3 separate regions of the Muntiacus reevesi genome follow, and regions 1 and 3 are each linked to region 2. A link is a contact called in public Hi-C data. All regions are on one chromosome and are shown on one strand. The core of a region is the stretch at or near the end of the contact, and the rest is flanking DNA. Distances in the headings are between cores, read along the strand shown. Region 1 holds the start of BLOC1S6 (biogenesis of lysosomal organelles complex 1 subunit 6). Region 2 holds the start of AFG2B (AFG2 AAA ATPase homolog B). Region 3 holds the start of SLC28A2 (solute carrier family 28 member 2).

Region 1 (2,700 bases), core at 198-2,697, 140 kb before region 2:
GGGGGTCTGGAGCATGAGACATATTCAGTAGTGAGCTCTAAGACTATACGGCCGGCAATGACGACCCCTGAGTGCCAAGCTAATGTGTTTGGCCCTTAATTTAGTAAGGAGCCATTTATGGTTTCCAAGCAAGTAAATGACATGATGGGCCCTGTATCTTGGGGCAGTGATGTGGCAGTGTGATAGATGGGATGGGAGAATAAGAGACTGGAGGTGGACTGGCCTTACACCTGTGATTGTTAAAGGGTGACAATACAAAGGGGAGAAGGAACTTGTAGGGTAGAATCCCCTGGAATAGACAGGGGTGGGAGGAAAGAGTTAAGAATAATGTCAGAGTTTCAAGAGCTCATGACTTGGCACCATTAATAGGATCAGACATCTACTTTTATTTAAGTACATGCTGTAGGGTAAGATTAGGGCAAAATGACCATGTTAAAGTATGCAGAAAGCAGATGCAGGAGCAAGCAGCAGAGAGACCCGATCTGCATTTACATACAAGGAAGTCATATTTATAGAAGCAACTTCTAAAGGTGTGAAGAGGGAGATCAGGGAGGAAAAGCACGACCAAGAAAGACCTGAGCACTATTTCGGGGTAAGGTCTATATTTCTGGAACAGGAAGTACAAGTAAAGGCACATCCAAAGTCCTGCAGCCTTTCTTATCTAGGGTTCCTCATCTGAACCACAGACCACAGAAACTGTTTCTCAATTCTCCCAAGGACGGTACATACACATACATAGTACCATTATGGATGCAGAACAAGTCGATTCATTACATTCAATAGATGCCTTAGGCCATTCAGGTTTAAATCTTTCCTTGAATTCGAGTTGAGAAAGACTGTTAGAGAAACAGGGATGCAATAAGGTCAACAAGCAAGACAAGCATTTCATGAATGAGTGGTCAGTAATACCGGATACCTCAGCTCTCTGAATAACAAACCAATCATCCTGGCAAATCCATCTTCAACCACTAACTTGTAACAAATAACCAACAGTGTGCTGGAGTCATTAAGCAAATTCACAATGGCTTCACTCTCAAACCCCACCAACAGCACCCCAAACGCCGTTTTTTCCCCACCCCGCCTCCACCCGCAAGATCTCGTTTCCCGCCCCCTCCTCTAGGTAGGAAGGCCAACAGGGCAAGGTTCCCTTATTCCACGCCGCGGCCAGAGTCTCGGGTCAGCAGTTGCTGAAAGCAACTTACTCCCGTTGGGCAGCACGGAGACCCACCTACTTGGGTCAGACCGCCCGCCCCGCCCAATAGCACTTACCCGGCGTCAGGTCCCCGGCCTCCAGGCCTTCGGGTGGCCCTGCCAGGACCCCGTCCGGGGAAGGCGGCCCAGGGACACTCATGTCCCTCCCGCTGGGAACAGGGAAGGGGCAGTTGCACAGACTGTCAGACGCACTGAGGAAGCACCGAGTGCGTCCAGAGCCCACCCGGACAGAAGCGACGGTCGCACCCGGAAGTGACGAAAGCGGAAGATGGCAGGCTCTGGGCACGTGACCGCGGGCCTTCCCACACACACACACCCTTTTATCCTCCCCCACCCCCGGCGCTTCTAAGAGTTCGAGCTGAAGTGCTAACGGGGTGGGGACTGGGAGTCAGATGAGTCAGCAGCCGCGGGCCTCGAGTCCCCGACTCTGGTGGTCGGGGAGCGGGATGAAAGAGGCGGTGTCTGGAAGGGGCTAGATTGGTCTCCAACACCAGCGAGCTGTATGTTGAGCCTGGGCCAGCAGTCGGACTTTGATCAGTAGGCCAGTCGCAGCTTCTCCGTTTTGTGTCCTTATTAAGAAAATACCTTAAGGACTGCAATTTGAACGCATTAAAAATTCACGTTTATCTCTCTTCAGCCTTGCTAACTAGGAGTTTATCAAGATTCATCTCTCTTGTTGATTGTAGGTGAACGATGTAAGGTCTGGCTTGCAGCATCTGTTAATATCTACTGAACAAATTCAGCCAAATTACCGTAAACTGCGCTTACTGAGATCCTATGGGATGATGTCATGAATTTTTATGAAAAACAGTTAGAAATGGGCAAGAGCTGCCTCAGACCAATAAAATGATTACCTCCTTACTTTAAACCCTCTCACTTAAACTGTAATAGTGGCCTGCTAGTGTTGCACCCCCAAATCGTCTGTCCAAACAGTTTTCTATTCAACAGGCAAATCTGTTTTCAAAAAAAAAATGAGAATTCTTTGTCAAACCTCAGAAACTTGCTCCCCAATTACCTTACTAGTGCATTCACACAGCTTCCTCTTTTGGCCTTCTCTCCTTTCAGGATTAGGTGCTCCTTACTACCTGTGGTAAGCAGAACATGCCCTCACCAAAGATGTCCACAGATTTCATCCCCAGAACCTGTGAATATGTTGTTTCACTACAAAAGGGTAATTAAGGTTGCTAGTCCCTGAGACTGTAAAATGGATTATCCGAAGTTACTGAGTGGATCTGAAGTATCTCAGGGGCCTTCAATCCTGGAAAAGGGAGGCAGAAGAAGAGCGTTAGAAAGGAGATGTGACTATGAAGAATGACTAGAGAGATGCAACGTTGGCTTCGAAAGTAAAGGATGAGGGTTACTGACCAGAACTGCGGTGACCTCTAGAAGCTGGAAAATACAAGGAAGTGGATTCACCACTAGAGCCTCTAGAATGGAACTCAGCCATGTCTCAGTTTTACCCCAGTGAGATCTGTATTGGACTGCTCA
Region 2 (2,700 bases), core at 6-2,505:
GTCTCCCTGACTTCCAAAGTTAAGTGGGAAACGCCTCGGGGCAGCCAACCAGGGGCACATGAGGCCAGGTTCAGGGGTAACGCGCTAACTGGCTGAGCATTTTACCTCTCGGTCGAACCTCCCAGGTCTGCGTAGCGCTGGATCTAGAGCATCCGGCCGGTTGGTGGATCCCACAACCACCACCTCGCGGTCCTCACCGATGCCGTCCAGCAGCGTCAACACCTGGGCCACCACGCGGCTCTCAGGGGCTTGGTGTGGGCCGCCCCGCCGGGGACACAGGGCGTCCACCTCGTCCAGGAAGAGGAGGGTGGGACGGCGGCTGGCCAGCTCCCGGGCGCGCTGGAAGATCCGCCGCACATTTTCCTCCGTCTCCCCGGGCCGGGAGCCCTGTAGCGCGGGGGCGCTCACCGCCAGCAGCTCCGCGCCCGTCTCCCGGGCCACTGCCCGCACTAGCTGGGTCTTGCCCACTCCCGGGGGGCCGGCCAAAAGCACCCCGCGTGGCACTTCTAGCCCTAGAGAGGCCAAGGCGCGCGGGTAGCGGAGCGGCAGGCGAAGGAGCTCCCGCAGCGAGTCGGCCGCCTCCGAAAGCCTCCCCAGGGGCACCTCGGGCTGCGGCTCCTCTTCCGACCGAGGGACCTCGCTCAGACTGATGTGGGTGCGAGGGGTGACCAGCCCGGCCGGATTCGGGCTGGGCGCTCCGCTAACGATGTGCAGGGCGGCCACTGGACCCGGAGCGCCTGGTGGAGCGGCCACCACGTGGCCCTGAGAGACTGGACGGTTCCTCAGCAGCTCCTGCACCGCTTCCAGCACCGCGGCTGTACTCTGGGCACCGGACGCGCCCGCTTGCTCCCGCAACTCCGGCCACACCGCGAGGTGCCGAAGTGGCGGGCAGGGCACTAAGCGGAATCGGTTCAGGTTAATAATCCCCCGAGACCCCGGCGCCCCCATTGCAGTCCCCGGGCTAGTGCACAGCGGGTCCAGCTGCACAAAGCCGTCCGCTCCATCCCGCCGCGGCCAGGCGGTGCAGAGGCAGGAGCCACCGTCGGGTAGCGAGATCTTCACCGCCGAGCCCAGATGGGCGCCTAAGGCGCGGAGGGCGGTAGGGCCCAAACGACAGCGCTGGGTGCCTCGATCCCTAGCATCTACGGGTAGCAGCTTTAAGGGAGGTCCTTCGGGAAAGGAACCCGAGTCCGGAGCCATTTCTCACGAAAGACGCAAAACCCAGGAAAATAAGGTAGGACTTCCACCGGGCCGGAAAGACCGGCACACCGCGGCCGGAAGCGGGTGATGCGCATGCGCCAGGGAAGCCGCAGATGCGAGTCCCTGATAGGTGGAAAGGACCAATAGGAAGTTAGACTAAGTTAGACAATGATGGGTCCGTCAGGCTACTTTGCCACGGTGTTAGCTTTGCTGAAATCTCGTCGCCCTCTTTATAGTTTTGCAGACACTATGAGTGAATTCTGGAGTCCATAGTCACTTAATGACCTCTGCTGTCTGTTTCCAGCTTCTAGGCCGGAACAACCTAAAAAGAACCAGGAAACTATACTGAGAGGAGATCCTGAGATGGGGAAATCATCAATTAAACCCTGTTTTCTTCTTTCTCTTAATCCTATTGCTTTCTACTATCTTTGAAGAACAAAGACTGTAAATTCAGACTTCTCAAGAACAGCTTTGTAATTTTTAAAAATTTTTATTGGAGTATAGCTGCTTTATAATGTTGTTTCTACTGTACAGCAAAGTGAATCATATCCTCTGTTTTGGATTTCCTTCCCACTTAGGTCACCACAGAGCATTTAGTAGAGTTCCCTATAGAGTAGGGTCTCCTTAGTTATCTATTTTATACATAACATCAATAGTGTATATATGTCAATCCCAATCTCCCAATTCCTGCCACCCAACCCTTCCCTCTTGGTATTGGCACAGCTGTTCTCTATGTCTCTGTCTTTACTCTTTCTTTGTCTAAGGAGGCCTTATAAATAGCTGTGAAAAGAACAGAAGCAAAAAGCAAAGGAGAAAAGGAAAGATATACCTATTTGAATGCAGAGTTCCAAAGAAGACCAAGGAGAAATAAGAAAGAATTCCTCAGTGATCAGTGCAAAGAAATAGAGGAAAACAATAGAATGGGAAAGACTAGAGATCTCTACAAGAAAATTAGAGATACGAAGGGAACATTTCATGCAAAGATGGGCTCAAAGGACAGAAATGGTATGGACTTAACAGAAGCAGAAGATATTAAGAAGAGGTGGCAAGAATACACAAAACTACTGTACAAAAAAGATCTTCACAACCCAGATAATCACAATGGTGTGATCACTCACCTAGAGCCAGATATTCTGGAATGTGAAGTCAAGTGGGCCTTAGGAAGCATCACTGCGAACAAAGCTAGTGGAGGTGATGGAATTCCAGTTGAGCTATTTCACATCCTAATAGATGATGCTGTGAAAGTGCTGCACTCAATATGCCAGCAAATTTGGAAAACTCAGCAGTGGCCACAGGACTGGAAAAGGTCAGTTTTCATTCCAGTCCCAAAGAAAGTCAATGCCAAAGAATGTTCAAACTACCACACAATTGCACTCATCTCACATACTAGTAAAGTAATGCTTAAAATTCTCCAAGCCAGGCTTCAGCAATACGTGAACCGTGAACTTCCTGATGTTCAGGCTGGTTTTAGAAAAGGCAGAGGAACCAGAGATCAAATTG
Region 3 (2,700 bases), core at 173-2,672, 160 kb after region 2:
TTCCTGACTTACTCTGCCACTCCCCGCCCCGCGCCCTGCACCCCCCCCCCCCCCCCCCCCCGCCAGGTCCTCTGGGAGAAGCTGGAGGGACTCATTATTCACTCAGTCCTACGCCATTCCCTCCTTGACACTGATACAGCCGCTGCCCAGCCAACCTGAAAGCCAACTCCAAAACTTACTTCCGTTTGCCTATTGCCAAATGGCAGACTTAAATCAGCTGAACCTGGATAAAGTGCTCACAAAACAAAGTAACGAATAATATTTGTATTAAACCTGAGGTAGGTTAGGAAAAAAAAAATTCTCAAGGACAACAAGCCCTCCCACCTAGAAGGCTGAGGAGACGGAGGCCACAAACTCTCTTCTGCAACCTCATAGTGGCTACAGGTACCAATCCGTCCAGAGCGCCCAGATTTTTCGCTAGTCACAGTGTATTGTCTAATCTGCACGCTTCTAATTCTTAATATATGTTTGCACAGTGTTCCTATAATCCCTGCACTCCAAAGTATTGACTAGCAAATGTGAGGCTTTTTTAGAGAACCCAATTTATGATTTCACCACTGATAGCAAATGAGGAAAGAGAATGAGTACCAGACGGAACAACCTCCCCAAATTAAACAGTCTCATAACACAGAAGATGACGGTTGGCCGACTCACTGAAGCCCCTGGGTTCACTTTTTGCCGAGTTATTAATATAATTTCAGCCCTGACCTAATGTCAAGAAGCAGTTATTGAACAACCGCAGAAGAATACGGCTTTCCAAGTCTAAAAAAAGACGCCCCTGCCGTGCCATTGTTGCCACAATGCCGTGACTCGGATTCGAACCGAGGTTGCTGCGGCCACAACGCAGAGTACTAACCACTATACGATCACGGCGAGCTACTGGGACGCCGCGAGCAACGCGTCACCCAGTGTCGTCCTCGTCTAGATGGCCGCCGCTCTCGCCTGCCCAAGTCGCTCATTATCGGCCCCTCTGGTTCTGGCACAAAGCCTGAAGCGGAGTAGAGGCGCCGTAGACTCCGGGCCGAAGTCTCTGTTGGTCGTCCGCCTGGACCGTGAAAGTACTTTGCAAACTAAAGGACCCCTGGGACGCCGGGCCTGCGAATCGGACTCTCACGCAGCCTGAGGGATGTGAGGCCTGCGCCTGCGGGTCGTCCGAATGGCGGCGCCGGTCTCCTCTCACACCCATTTTGCCCTGGCGCTCGTGCTGTCTGAACAGGCTCTGGCTGGGAATGGGACTGTCTCTTAACTCTCACAAGAAGGAAAATCAGTTCGGGCCTACAGCACAACTTCCTTCGAGATGCGGGGTAAGATAACTCCAAGACACCTCGCACCGCGGTAGTGAAGCGGCGGGATCTGACCCGCGGGCGAGTGCGGACTGATATTGAGACAGCTGACAGACAGTGCGCCTGCGTACGCACGGGCAGCGAGGAGAAGTTTGAGATGGGCGGAAATCAGCAATGTCACAGCCAGGGGGCGGGGCTTCAAACAGAGAAGAGCTCAGGCGAGAAGCGAAAGGCGCAAGTCCCTAGTAGCTCGCCGTGATCGTATAGTGGTTAGTACTCTGCGTTGTGGCCGCAGCAACCTCGGTTCGAATCCGAGTCACGGCATTGCGAAAGCAGTGGCACGGCAACGGGGCTGCATTTTAGCGTTCTCCTCCATTTTTTTTTTTTTAAATCTTCAGTTTGTGACAATTTCCTCGAAAATGGATCCCAATCCCCTTGTGACAGAAACGATATTTACGCCAGGTCTGGCTACACTGGATTTCGAAAGAATATAGGCTTCCGCTTACACTGGGCTACACACGTTATCCGGCACAACCCAAACAAAGCACAGAACACTCAAGAGGCAAAGTGCTAAAATTGACATATGTATAAATTTCCATAGCGGCACTGGAAATGGGCTTCCGGTAATAGAAGTCTTCGCAGAAGAAGTGACCTTGGAAGTAAGGCAGAAAGGGAATTTGTCAAGCAGCAAGCAGCCAGGATAATCTCGTGAGCTAAGGTCTTGGAATGGAACAAAGACAATTCCTCTTTGCAGGTCTTCTCTTTATCTCATCCCCATGACGCTTACAGACCCTGGTCTGAAAGGTAGTATTAAGCGCTTCTCAAGGACCTGTTGAAAGCAAATAACTAAGAAATGGAAACGACACTAAGGGAAGTCCACGAGATGAGCTGGAAAAGGCTCCGCAGTCCAGGGGGGTTGGGAAGAGAGCTAGAGGGGTGAGACTCCATTCGGGTTTAGCAGGATCCTTCCGGCTGTTCTGCAGGGTGGGAAGGGGGACAGTGATTAGAGCAGACGACACTGGAGAAAGACGGGTGGTTCCTCTGGATTCACTCATTAGAACCAGTGGCACGTTCTCAGTTTAGCAAAAAGCCACTGCCTACTGTGGACTCAGCCTGGTTCTAGGCGCCGTGGGGACGAGAGCTCTGATGTATCGAGAAGGAAAATCGGGCTCCCTCCCTGCTGCGCCCAAGGACACAACAGAGGATGGCACCGGATCCGGCGGAAGCACCGGTGAGCGGAGGAGTCAATGCCGTCGGGGGGAGCAAGGAAAGCAAGGAAGGGGGTGCTGCAGATGAGGGGAGCAGCAGATTGAGATACATTCATGGAGTCCCTTCTAAGTGGCCAGTTCAATTCTGGGGGTGTTCTCCTTCAGAGGCACCGTTCGGTCACTCGGAGAATCAACAAGGAGGAGAAGCC

The links. A called contact is a pair of places that touch in the nucleus more often than the background predicts.
Region 1: a Hi-C map of muscle shows a contact between it and region 2, with 13 times the contacts expected there. The contact joins the promoter of BLOC1S6 here to the promoter of AFG2B in region 2. A contact is called at or near these places in 2 of 3 Hi-C or Micro-C datasets (blood and muscle).
Region 3: a Hi-C map of muscle shows a contact between it and region 2, with 6 times the contacts expected there. The contact joins the promoter of SLC28A2 here to the promoter of AFG2B in region 2. A contact is called at or near these places in 2 of 3 Hi-C or Micro-C datasets (blood and muscle).

The regions. Positions count from the first base shown.
Region 1 is chr7:62,507,507-62,510,206 of mMunRee1.1, forward strand. It overlaps BLOC1S6 (biogenesis of lysosomal organelles complex 1 subunit 6), which reads right to left and starts at 1,448. Exons shown (of 6, transcript XM_065941471.1): 1 at 1,270-1,448. The coding sequence starts at 1,351.
Region 2 is chr7:62,651,547-62,654,246 of mMunRee1.1, forward strand. It overlaps AFG2B (AFG2 AAA ATPase homolog B), which reads right to left and starts at 1,256. Exons shown (of 7, transcript XM_065941434.1): 1 at 106-1,256. The coding sequence starts at 1,200.
Region 3 is chr7:62,807,918-62,810,617 of mMunRee1.1, forward strand. It overlaps SLC28A2 (solute carrier family 28 member 2), which reads right to left and starts at 1,423. Exons shown (of 19, transcript XM_065941467.1): 1 at 857-1,423. It overlaps TRNAH-GUG (transfer RNA histidin (anticodon GUG)), which reads right to left and starts at 873; the gene lies at 802-873. It overlaps TRNAH-GUG (transfer RNA histidin (anticodon GUG)), which reads left to right and starts at 1,536; the gene lies at 1,536-1,607.